2 separate regions of the Hordeum vulgare genome follow, and region 2 is linked to region 1. A link is a contact called in public Hi-C data. All regions are on one chromosome and are shown on one strand. Each heading gives the region's core, a stretch centred on a gene start, on an enhancer-like site or on the middle of the called end of the contact. The rest is flanking DNA. Distances are from core to core; before and after follow the strand shown.

What was found. Hi-C and Micro-C count contacts between places; a contact is called where the count stands out from the background.
Region 2: a contact with region 1 is called in a Hi-C map of leaf, with 4 times the contacts expected there. The contact joins the promoter of LOC123444283 here to the enhancer-like site in region 1. A contact is called at or near these places in 3 of 6 Hi-C or Micro-C datasets (leaf and seedling).

The regions. Positions count from the first base shown.
Region 1 is chr3H:463,958,329-463,963,440 of MorexV3_pseudomolecules_assembly, forward strand. No RefSeq gene overlaps it. Among protein-coding and RNA genes, the nearest start is that of LOC123444283, 220 kb to the right of the region's middle. Within about 2 kb of position 2,438, at least 1 of the 3 cell types and tissues checked has open chromatin away from gene starts, as enhancers often do. A contact at or near this core is called in leaf, where this site is marked.
Region 2 is chr3H:464,181,997-464,187,108 of MorexV3_pseudomolecules_assembly, forward strand. LOC123444283 (tryptophan aminotransferase-related protein 3-like) reads left to right here and starts at 2,428. Exons shown (of 5, transcript XM_045120960.1): 1 at 2,428-2,827. The coding sequence starts at 2,478.

The DNA of each region.
Region 1 (5,112 bases), core at 1,188-3,687:
CCGTTTTTTCATAATTTTTTTGTCAAATCTATCAACATGGGATCTAATTTTGATGATCTTGACGCGAGGAATCCAATGATGAAAACGGTTCAAGATTTGGATGCACGATTTAAGAGATAAAATATTTTGAATAAACTGATCAACAAAAAAAAGAAAAACTCGGATTGACGTTTGGAAAGTGTACACCTCAATTAGTGATTTCATATTTATTTGAACACAGTATAAACGCAAGAGCTCATATACAGGCGCATACACTCAGCCCTACCTCTATGAGCACCTCCAAAAGACTGAGCCGTCATGCATGATTTAAGAGATAAAACATTTAGAATAAACGGATCTACGAGAAAAAGGAAAGCTCGGATTGACCTTTCGAAGGTGTACACCTCAATTAGTGATTTCATTTTTTTTTGAACACCGTATAAATGTACGCGCTCATATGCTCATCCTACCCCTATGTACACCTCCAAAAGACTGAACCATCATGCACGGTTTAAAACGTTTTGAATAAACGGATCTACGAAAAAAATTGAAAAACTCATATTGACCTTTGGAAGGTGTACACCTCATTTAGGGATCTCGTATTTTTTTGAACACTGTATAAATGCAAGCACTCATATAAATGTGCATACACTCATCCCTACCCCTATGAACACCTCCAAAACACTAAGTTGTCATATCATGTTGAGATTTATGAATTCACCGTAGCCGCCTCATCATCGACGGGAACATCTCCACCCACTGAATCGCATCGCCGAAATTTTTAAAATAAATTCATGAATAAATACGAACACGAGAACTTGAACCCTTATGAGCTGAGAATACCACAATCCATCTAACTATCTAACCACAGGTTGGTTTGCCATAATTTTTCTTTTTAAAGTATGTTCTACATGTTTTGAAAACCGGGTTACATGTGCTACTAAAATGGGCCGGCCGAATATATATGACACACATCGCTAATTTGAGTACCCTCGTGATTGTTCGACGATTGGGGGGAGCTCCTAGCCGGCGCCTTAAGCACGAGCTGGGATAACCAGCGCCCACATGCCCTACAAAATGGACCGGCCCAGTTCTAGGGCGGATTTTTTTTATAAAAAACAAAAAAAGTGAACACAAAAAGTTCATAAAAGAGAAAAATGGTTCACAAATTTTAAAAGAAGAGTTCATGAATTTGAAAAAATTCACTATGATTTAAAAAAAGTTCACAATTTTTTTAAAAGTTTACGCATTTTGAAAATTAATTCATGAATTTGAAAAAAGTTTTAAAAATTTCGTTGAACTGAAAAAAAATCAAAAATCTGAAAAAGTTCATCCTATTAAAATAATCATCAAATTTCAAAAAAGTTCATAAAATTTGAAAAAAGTTCATCGATATTCTGAAAAATTCATAGAATTTGAATACAAAATTCATAAAATTTTGAAAAGGGTTCATTGATTTGAAAAAATGTTTGTTCATTTGAAAAAAAGGTAATCAAGAAAAGACTGCACTTTTTTGAAAAAAATAAAAATAAAAAATAAAATGAAAATGAAAAATTAATAAAAAGAGAACTTAAAAGAAACAAGAAAAGAAAAAGAGAAAAAGCGAAGAAAAAACAGACCTGAAAAAACCCATCTGGAAAGCTTCTGGACACTTCACAAAACCGGAAAAACCTCCCTCCCGCTGGGCCGGTTCATGACCAAACGTTGCACGCGCCGGTTAAGAATGCACTTTAACTGATGCTTACAGCGCCTAATAGGATTTGTCACGATTGGGTGCAGTGAGCATCAAATAGAAAACGCGGCTCAAAGGCCCAGGCTAGGCAATGCAAAGTAGCGAAACCAAAGTTAATTCACAGGAATCTCAGCAGCAGGCACCCATCGGCTATAGATTTTGAGAATCAACTCATATGTTTTTTTGTAAAAGAAACACAATACAAATACATACGCTCATATATAAAAAAAAAGTTATATTCATCCATATGAATGCAAGTACATACATCCTACTTTTATGTGTATGTTCTAGAGACTGAAGCGATCAAAATTGACAAAATTATCACATGTAACTTGTATTTGACGGGCACTCCATACCACTAAGAAAACCTTCAAGATTTCAGAAATAAATACATGAAAATGCGATCGTCCGTACCAAGTCTAGGACTTAAGTCCGGATGAACAGATTCCACAAGAGAGACTTAAGTCCGGATGAAAAATATCATATTTCAGTTGTCAACCACAGTTCATGCGACAACACAAAATACATGTGGTTCCTTTTCCACTTCCTGTCTCTTCTCTCCAGATAGATCCCGCGTGGAGGTGGATTAACGAGTAAAGAGATACCCACAAAAAAACGAGCAAAAGATAATAGAATAATTTAACAAGCGGTGACACTAGCTGTCAGCTGAAAGCAATGTCAAGCCTATGGACACTTCATAGTCAAACGTTAGTACACTAGAAGAAAGAAACAATCAGATATTACACAGGGTCACTCTCACAAGTACGGCTTCATCGAAACGGATGAACGAGAATCTATGGTAATCTCTCCCCCGCTAGAATCTTTGAAGACGTGATTGGCACCGAGGGTTCATAATTCATAGCTCATCCGTGTAAAAGACACTCACTCCGTGTGTGAGAAAGGGACGTATGCATTTGTCTCAACTCAAACCTTAGTAAAAATTTGGCCACATTTATTGAAAAAACTATCAACAACTGCAGTACCAAAGTAGTATTATTAAGTATACATAATGAAATATACATCAATTTAGTCCTCCCCGGGCATCCGGATTCCGGAAGTTGTCGGCAGCCTAATTCCACAACTTAGTTGACCACTTAGCAAATAAGTTGCCTTTCTAAAAACATGTACAATGGTTGATAAGATAGTCTTATCTTAAATTTTACATGTAATTTTGAGATGATAAAAAAGAGAGTCTATAATGGATCATCTTTTAGCCTTATCTTTTATAATTAGTTATTCCTAAAAATATGATGAGATATATTGTGCTAAGAGATCACCTCTTGTCTTCTCTTAAATAAGAGAAGGCAAAGCTTTTTTTGAGTTCTCTTTTCTCCACCTCATCATTTATCATATGTGGCACTCCTAAGATAGCACCATTGTACATGCCCTAAGGCCTCGTTTGTTTCGCATGGGTCGGAGTGGTTTTCAGGGGATTAACCCCGCGAGGCCCAGAATCCCAGCGAAACCTATTTGATACACGAGGTTACATGGGCCAACCCGCTCGATTCCCCCTTCGACCCGCTTCTTCCCACATGCTTCAGAACCCTCGAGGGGGGGGCTCGAGGATTGGGCCGTGCAACTCCTCCCCAAGACGCTGCCGCCCGACTCCTCCCCAAGCCGCCGCCACCGCCCGACTCCTCAACGCTGGCGATCTGCTCCGGCGTACCGTATTACTCCCCGGTGGTAAGTCTTCGCCTCGCCTCCCCTCCTCTCATTTCCCCGCATCGTCTAGGGTTTTATATTTGTGCAGCCATGGCTGATGCCTCGTCTCGGTGGGTGGGGCGGGTGGCGCTCACCGCGGTGGAGACGAGCTCGTCGGCGTAGGAGCCGCCGGAGGCGTGGACGCCGATTCAGCCGGCCCAAACCCGACGAGACCTATGCAGAGAATGGATTCTTTTCCTAGTGTTGATCCAAGGAGCTCCGCGCGATTTGCTTTGACATGGTTGTTGGGAGTGGATTCTTTGTCTTTGGGGCATTAATTATCAATGACGTTGTCGGGACCCCAATCCTAAGCCATAGGAATCCAGCCTGTAACATGTTGCATCCCTTTGCGGTCTCACGCACGGTTATCCCCACGGCTGCCACCTTACCTTAGCCGGGACCGTTTGCGCCTTTTGACTCACGTATGCATTAGTGTCGCTAGCATTCCAATGTCAAAGAACCCGGGTCGACATATCTAGTCATAAACTCAAGTGGCTCGACTATACAGAGACAGGCATGCATAACCCAGCAAAGCAGGTGTCGGTCAACAGCGAGTGTAGACGAGTCGTAGCAAGCTACAAGGACTCCATTACACCGCGTGACATTTCCCCGAAGGGACAGCGACAACATCTAAGAAGGATACATGCCGGTCAACCAATGTGTCCGAAGCAGTAGCGAACTACCAAGGCTCGGTGGAATCACAAAGGGACATTTCTCTGTATAGAGAGCTACTAAGGCATACGACTAGGTGTCGAATCCTATACATATCACAGTGCATCACACGTACGCATGACATACTAGATATGCATAGATACAACAATGGCATCACAACATAACCATACAACATCATGACATTTATTTAGAAGACTCGGAAGAGTCTTGCATAATATGTTCATACAAGCAGGGGTCACACGACCCGACACTCAAAGTCATACAAACCAACGGAAGCATAAAACTGTCTGAGTACAGACAGATGAAAGGATAAGGCATAAAGCCTGACTATCTACAGATCCCTTCTGAAAGGGGCCAGGTCGTAGCTGGGACACCAGCTACTCGTCATCATCGATGTCTAGATAGAACCCACATGTTGGCTCGTGGGTATCCTCTACAACAATTATTAAGCAAACATGAGTACAAGAGTACTCAGCAAGACTTTAGAACAGATCTATCTACTCATGCTCAGGTATCAATAAAGGGGGTTGTGGTGTTTCATGCAGCAAGCCAGCTTTGTCTCTTGGCTAGACTAAACTACATTTTTAAATAGTTTTATCAACTTCGATTTCCCGCACACGAGTCCACTAACTCCACAACAATACACCATCATGGAATCATTCCCGTCTTACTACGGAAATGCTATCCATGACACTCACACTTATCTTGATACTTTTATGAGTAGCCATTAAAGTTATCTATGAACAACATATGTCTCCAAGTAGTCCATATCCGCGGACGCGGTTATTCGAATAGATCATAACCCTACAAGGGTGTACTTCTTTACACACGCTCTCGCCACTTATCGCCACGTGCACGTCATGCAGCTCGGCAACCTTCAAGCGGAAGCCCAGCGAGGGAGTTGGCCACGACCGTTAACCACGCTAATACCTAGTCCAGGTTTATCGCCTATTTGAGAGTAACCCGCACGGAAGTCCAGCCGAGGTTTCCGCCACGGTCCCAAACGATGTGCGCAGGGTTCCCAAGCC
Region 2 (5,112 bases), core at 1,178-3,677, 220 kb after region 1:
TTTAATCATGAATTTATTTTTTTTGTGCAGATCGTATCTCAAGGTATTATATTCTAAAATTTTACATACATACAGATAACAGCCTTCTTTACTTGCATATTTTTCTCAGATTTTTTTAAAACTGAAATGTTTGAATTTTGAATTTAAAAAAAAATCGACCTTTAAGAAGGCCGAGCTCCAAACGTCCGCTCTCCTCCTTAACTAGCTTCATACCAGATCGGAATCTGAAATTATTTACATGCCTATAATAAATCGTCTCGACTGCTTACACATCAGGTAATCTCTAAAAATATAGAAGCGCTTAGCTAGCTTCATAACAGATCTGAATCTTAAAATATAAGTCATGTTCAGTGCTTACGCATTAGTTCTAGAAAATGGTAGGACCGCTTAGCTAGCTCGACATCAAATCTGAATCTGACAATACTATTTAAGACCATCTACAGTCATGGCCCTGTTTGGATACTCTAACCGGGTTAGAGGTTAGAGTTAGATTCTAACTCTCAACTAACCCTGAACTAACTCTAACCCAAGAGGTGTTTGGATGAGAGGGTTAGATTGACAATAAATGCCCTTTCTCAATCATTTGGTTACTTTTGTCCATATTCACTTCCGGATTTGGTGTGGCCGATCGTTGTGTGGCCGGCAGGGCGCGGCAGGGCGGGGGCGGGCGGCCCGGCGGCGGGGCGGGGCGGGCCGCGGCAGGGCGCAGCGGCCCGCGGCTGGGGCGCGGCGGGGCGGGGGCGGGCGGCCCGGCGGCGGGGCGGGACGGGCCGCGGCAGGGCGCAGCGGCCGGCGGCTGGGGCGCGACGGGGCGGGGCGGGGCGGGGCGGCCCGGCTGCGGCGCGCGGCGGGGGCGGGCGGCCCGGCGGCGGGGCGGGGCAGGCCGCTGCAGGGCACAGCGGCCGACGGCTGGGGCGCGGCGGGGCGGGGCGGCCCGGCGGCGGGGTGGGGGCGCGGCGGGGCGCGGCAGGGCGCAGCGGCCGGCGGCTGGGGCGGCCGGCGGCTGGGAGGGCGACGGGAGGGACAGCGACGGGAGGGACGGGGGGTTGGTGGGATCTGGTGCGGGCTGGATGCAGTAGCAAGTGATTTTTTTTCTTCTTTTTTGTTCCCACCTAACTCTAACCCAAAAAAGCACCTCTTGGGTGGGTTAGAGTTTTTGGGTGGGTTAGATGCATCTAACCCAATCTAACCCTACCTGTTTGGATTTTTGAGGGTTAGATAGCTCAACTTTAACCCAATCTAACTCTAACCCTAGGATCCAAACAGGGCCCATATCCATTATACCCGTCAAATGCGTGAGTCACCAATTGAACATAAAAAAATCGATCCAATCGTTTAAGGCCTTAAACAGTTGAATTGACGACACCATTCATAACGAGTCTAAACAAGGGGCAAATATAAAAATATCTGGACGCACGCGGACACCCCCGCCTGACAGGGCGCGGCCCGCCACCAACCCATTATTGTCTCACAAAGCCACATATATTTGTCCCCATCCGTTCGTCGGACCAAATCTTAGCCACCTCACTCCACCCTCTTCACTCTCATCCACCATCCTAGCTCACCATCGGCGATCTTCAGCCTTCATCGTCATGACGGACAACGGATCCAAGTCCTTCACCTTCAGACCAGTCGACCACAAGCTCATCCCACGTGGCCCCAAGGAGGAGATGGCCGTCTGGCTTGCGCTTCGCTGTTCCCAGAAGGCGGCCACCCGGGGGCAGCACTCGGACTCGCAACGCCGGAAATCCATTGCGTCGACACAGCCGGTGCTTGGATCCAGCATCGCTGTCTCACAGAAGGCGATGCGGTCCGTCTAGCGTCCGAACGCCGTGGCGGAAGCGCAACCCCTTCGTTGATGCGTCAAGCATGAAGCATGGACGTCCTCGAACATGTCATGGCGCGGCGTGCCCGTCAGGCCGGGCAGCGGGCGCGGGAGGCGACTGTTGACGTTGGAAAGACGGAGTCACATTCTCCGACGCCCCGTAGGGTGCACCAGTGCGGTTGTCGCAACCGTGTCGTGTTGGACGTCGGCTTCTCCCACAAAGGATCCGTCATCGACATCACGTCCACCGGTAACGTCCGGGTTATAGGCTCCGACGAGAAAGAGTAGGTCATGAAAGACGACGGGAGCTCGAGTCCCGTGAACCGGCTAATGTCCAATGTTTTATTAGTTCTACGTTACATGTAATAATATGAATTTGTGGTTTCTAATTAAAGGCTATTCAGATGTAGAATCCATTAACATGACCGGTCAGGGTATGTGAACGCATCCGAACGTGTTCGTGAACTTTTATGGAGGCGCATTTGCAAGTGATGACCGTAGATCCTCGGCGTTGGGTACTGAACTAGATGAATTATCGAGAAAATGAGAGGGAGTGAAAATCAACTTAATCAAGCTGGCCTCACGCCCCACGGGCGCGCACGCTATAAAGCTGTGTGTCACCAGGGGTACCGGCTGTGAACACAGCCAAACAATGGAGTCCGCCTTTCCAACAGCAGCGCGGCTCAGCCTCCATTTCCTCCTCTACTCATCCCTGCTCCTCAACGCCCTCTTCGTCGCGCACCTCTTCCTCTCCGCCCCGCCGGCGCAGTCCCCGCTTCTCAGCGAGGTCAACAACGACGGTGGCAGCGGCGCGCTGAGCTGGGCGCTACGGGCGGCCAGGGATGCCGAGTCCGTGGCCGCGGTTGGTTGCTCCGGCCACGGCCGCGTGTTCGTGGATGGCATCGTCGGCGAGGACGGGCGGCCCGGGTGCGAGTGCAACACCTGCTTCGAAGGGCCGGACTGCTCCGTCCGGACGCCCGACTGCACCGCCGACGCCGACAGGTGATCGTTCCGACTCCTCGCTCTTGATCATAGCTCTTGATACACAGTACATGCTTCCATTTCTGATTCCTCCCTCACCTCGCCTTCCTTCGTTGTCGTGCGTGGTGGGCGCGCGTTGCTTAGAAGTTCTTTTCTCCATTGATGGCGTGATTTGGAACGGCGCCGTTAGATGCACAGTAATCTCCGGTTAATACTTGTATGATATTGCACAGTTCCGTCCATTCTCCATAAGTCAGAAGGACGCCGTTAAACGCGTGCTTCTAAATTCTACTCTAGTAATCATTAATCAACAAATTGATCGGGTATCGCCTAAAAATAATGCGTTTTAGACACTCGCTTCATCCACGACTGCATTAACCATACGTACCCATCATTTCATTTTCCAAAGCATCTTTAAATTTTATAATACTAATGGAACTAGTAGTTTTAGCACTCATAGCGACACGCCAAACTTGCAGTAGTTGTTTACCTTAAACATATGCACCTTAGCTTTTAGTTGATGCGACCATGTGTGTGAGAGAGTGAGGGGTCAACTTCCACGTCGCATTCAGGCAAGGAAAAATACACTTATTAGATGTCACATCCGTGGGGCCGGATATTTCAAGTCAGTTTCTCGTGTCCTCTATAAATAGTAGTAGGTCATTATTATTTGAGAGGTACCTTCCCCTCTGATATCGAGATTTTTTATCAACCACTAACTTCTTAAGAAACTATAAACTAAAATAAAGCATCATAATGATATAATGATATAATAGACATGGTCTATGTAACGACATGAGACATGCATGCACATTGATAAATGATGCTCTAAGGCTGTCCGTAATGGAAGTATCATAAGGCTGGTTGTAATGAGTACTATCATATACTAGTATCATGATACTAGTGTATGATACCACATCCGTAATGCATAGTATCATATGTTAGTATCATAATGTAGTTCATTTATTGTTATGCAAGACACATAGTAACACATCATTTAATATGATACGGTATCATGATATGATACTCAACACTCTATTTCTTCATTTAATTCTATGCCACCTCATCGAAAATGCTTAGTTGTCATACATGATATTACCATTACGGGCAGTCTAAGTAGTAGTATCATGCATGCCAACTAGGAAATTTTGATTAGATGTCATGGAATTAAATGAAAAAAGACAGGGTTGAGTATCATATCATGATACCGTGTCATATTAAATGGTGTGCTGCTATGTGTCTTGCATGACAATAAATAAACTATTCTATGATACTAACATACGATACTATGCATTACGGATGTGGTATCATAGACTAGTATCATATGCATGATACTATTATATGATACTACCCATTACAAACAGCCTAAATAGAAACACTAGAAGAACAGACTACTGATTCGTAGGGCCTCTTTGATTTACAGGATTCTCAAAATGAAAGTATGGAAAAAATGTAGGAATATGATGGCATGTCCTATAATATCCTATAGAATTTGAAAAAATGTTTGATAGCGCAGGGAAAATAAAAAAAATCTATAAAAAGGTTGAATGGATGGAAAATTTTCTACAGAATATAGTATAAATAGATCCTATGAAAAAATCCTAAGGATGTCAATCCTATGAATCAAACGATCATCAAAGAAAAAAAATCCTAAGGATAAATCCTCCAAAAATCGTATGCAATTTCTAGCCTCCCACCAAACCAGACTCTTGCCGTTGGGTCATAGCCTGATGGACCGCTGGATCTAGTAGTACTGATTTTGGAAGCAAGTTTGTTCAGGTATACAAGCACATAATTTCAGGCAACTAATCCTTGAAATTTAGGAAGCCAATCGAGCAGTTTGAGGAAACTAATTATGAACGGATTAATGTGGCATAAAGGCTTTTCAGATGCAATTTTTTTCCTTATGGTTTATATTTTATTTCATTACAAAGCAGATCATGTTTCCAATATTCCTGAAAATTGCATCGAGTGGAAATATTTTCTTACGAAGCACTTCTTGTTTCCAATATTCCTTAAAATTGCATGAAGCGCGAAAAAAGTGCTTCGATCTAAAAGATCATGTCCGTAGTTATTAGTTGCTTGCTTCCGACTGAAATTTGCTTCCATGTTGAGCGAAAAATCGCTTTCATGTGGACTTTAAATAAATTTGATTACATCGTGAACGTTCCATGTTGACTGGAAATAAATTTGCTTCCATATCAACAGGAAAAGAAAAATGCTTCATATGTGCATGTTACCCGCTTGTGACAATTTAGAAACATCCTACTTTCAAGTTCTTGATATTCCAATACATCATATGTTCC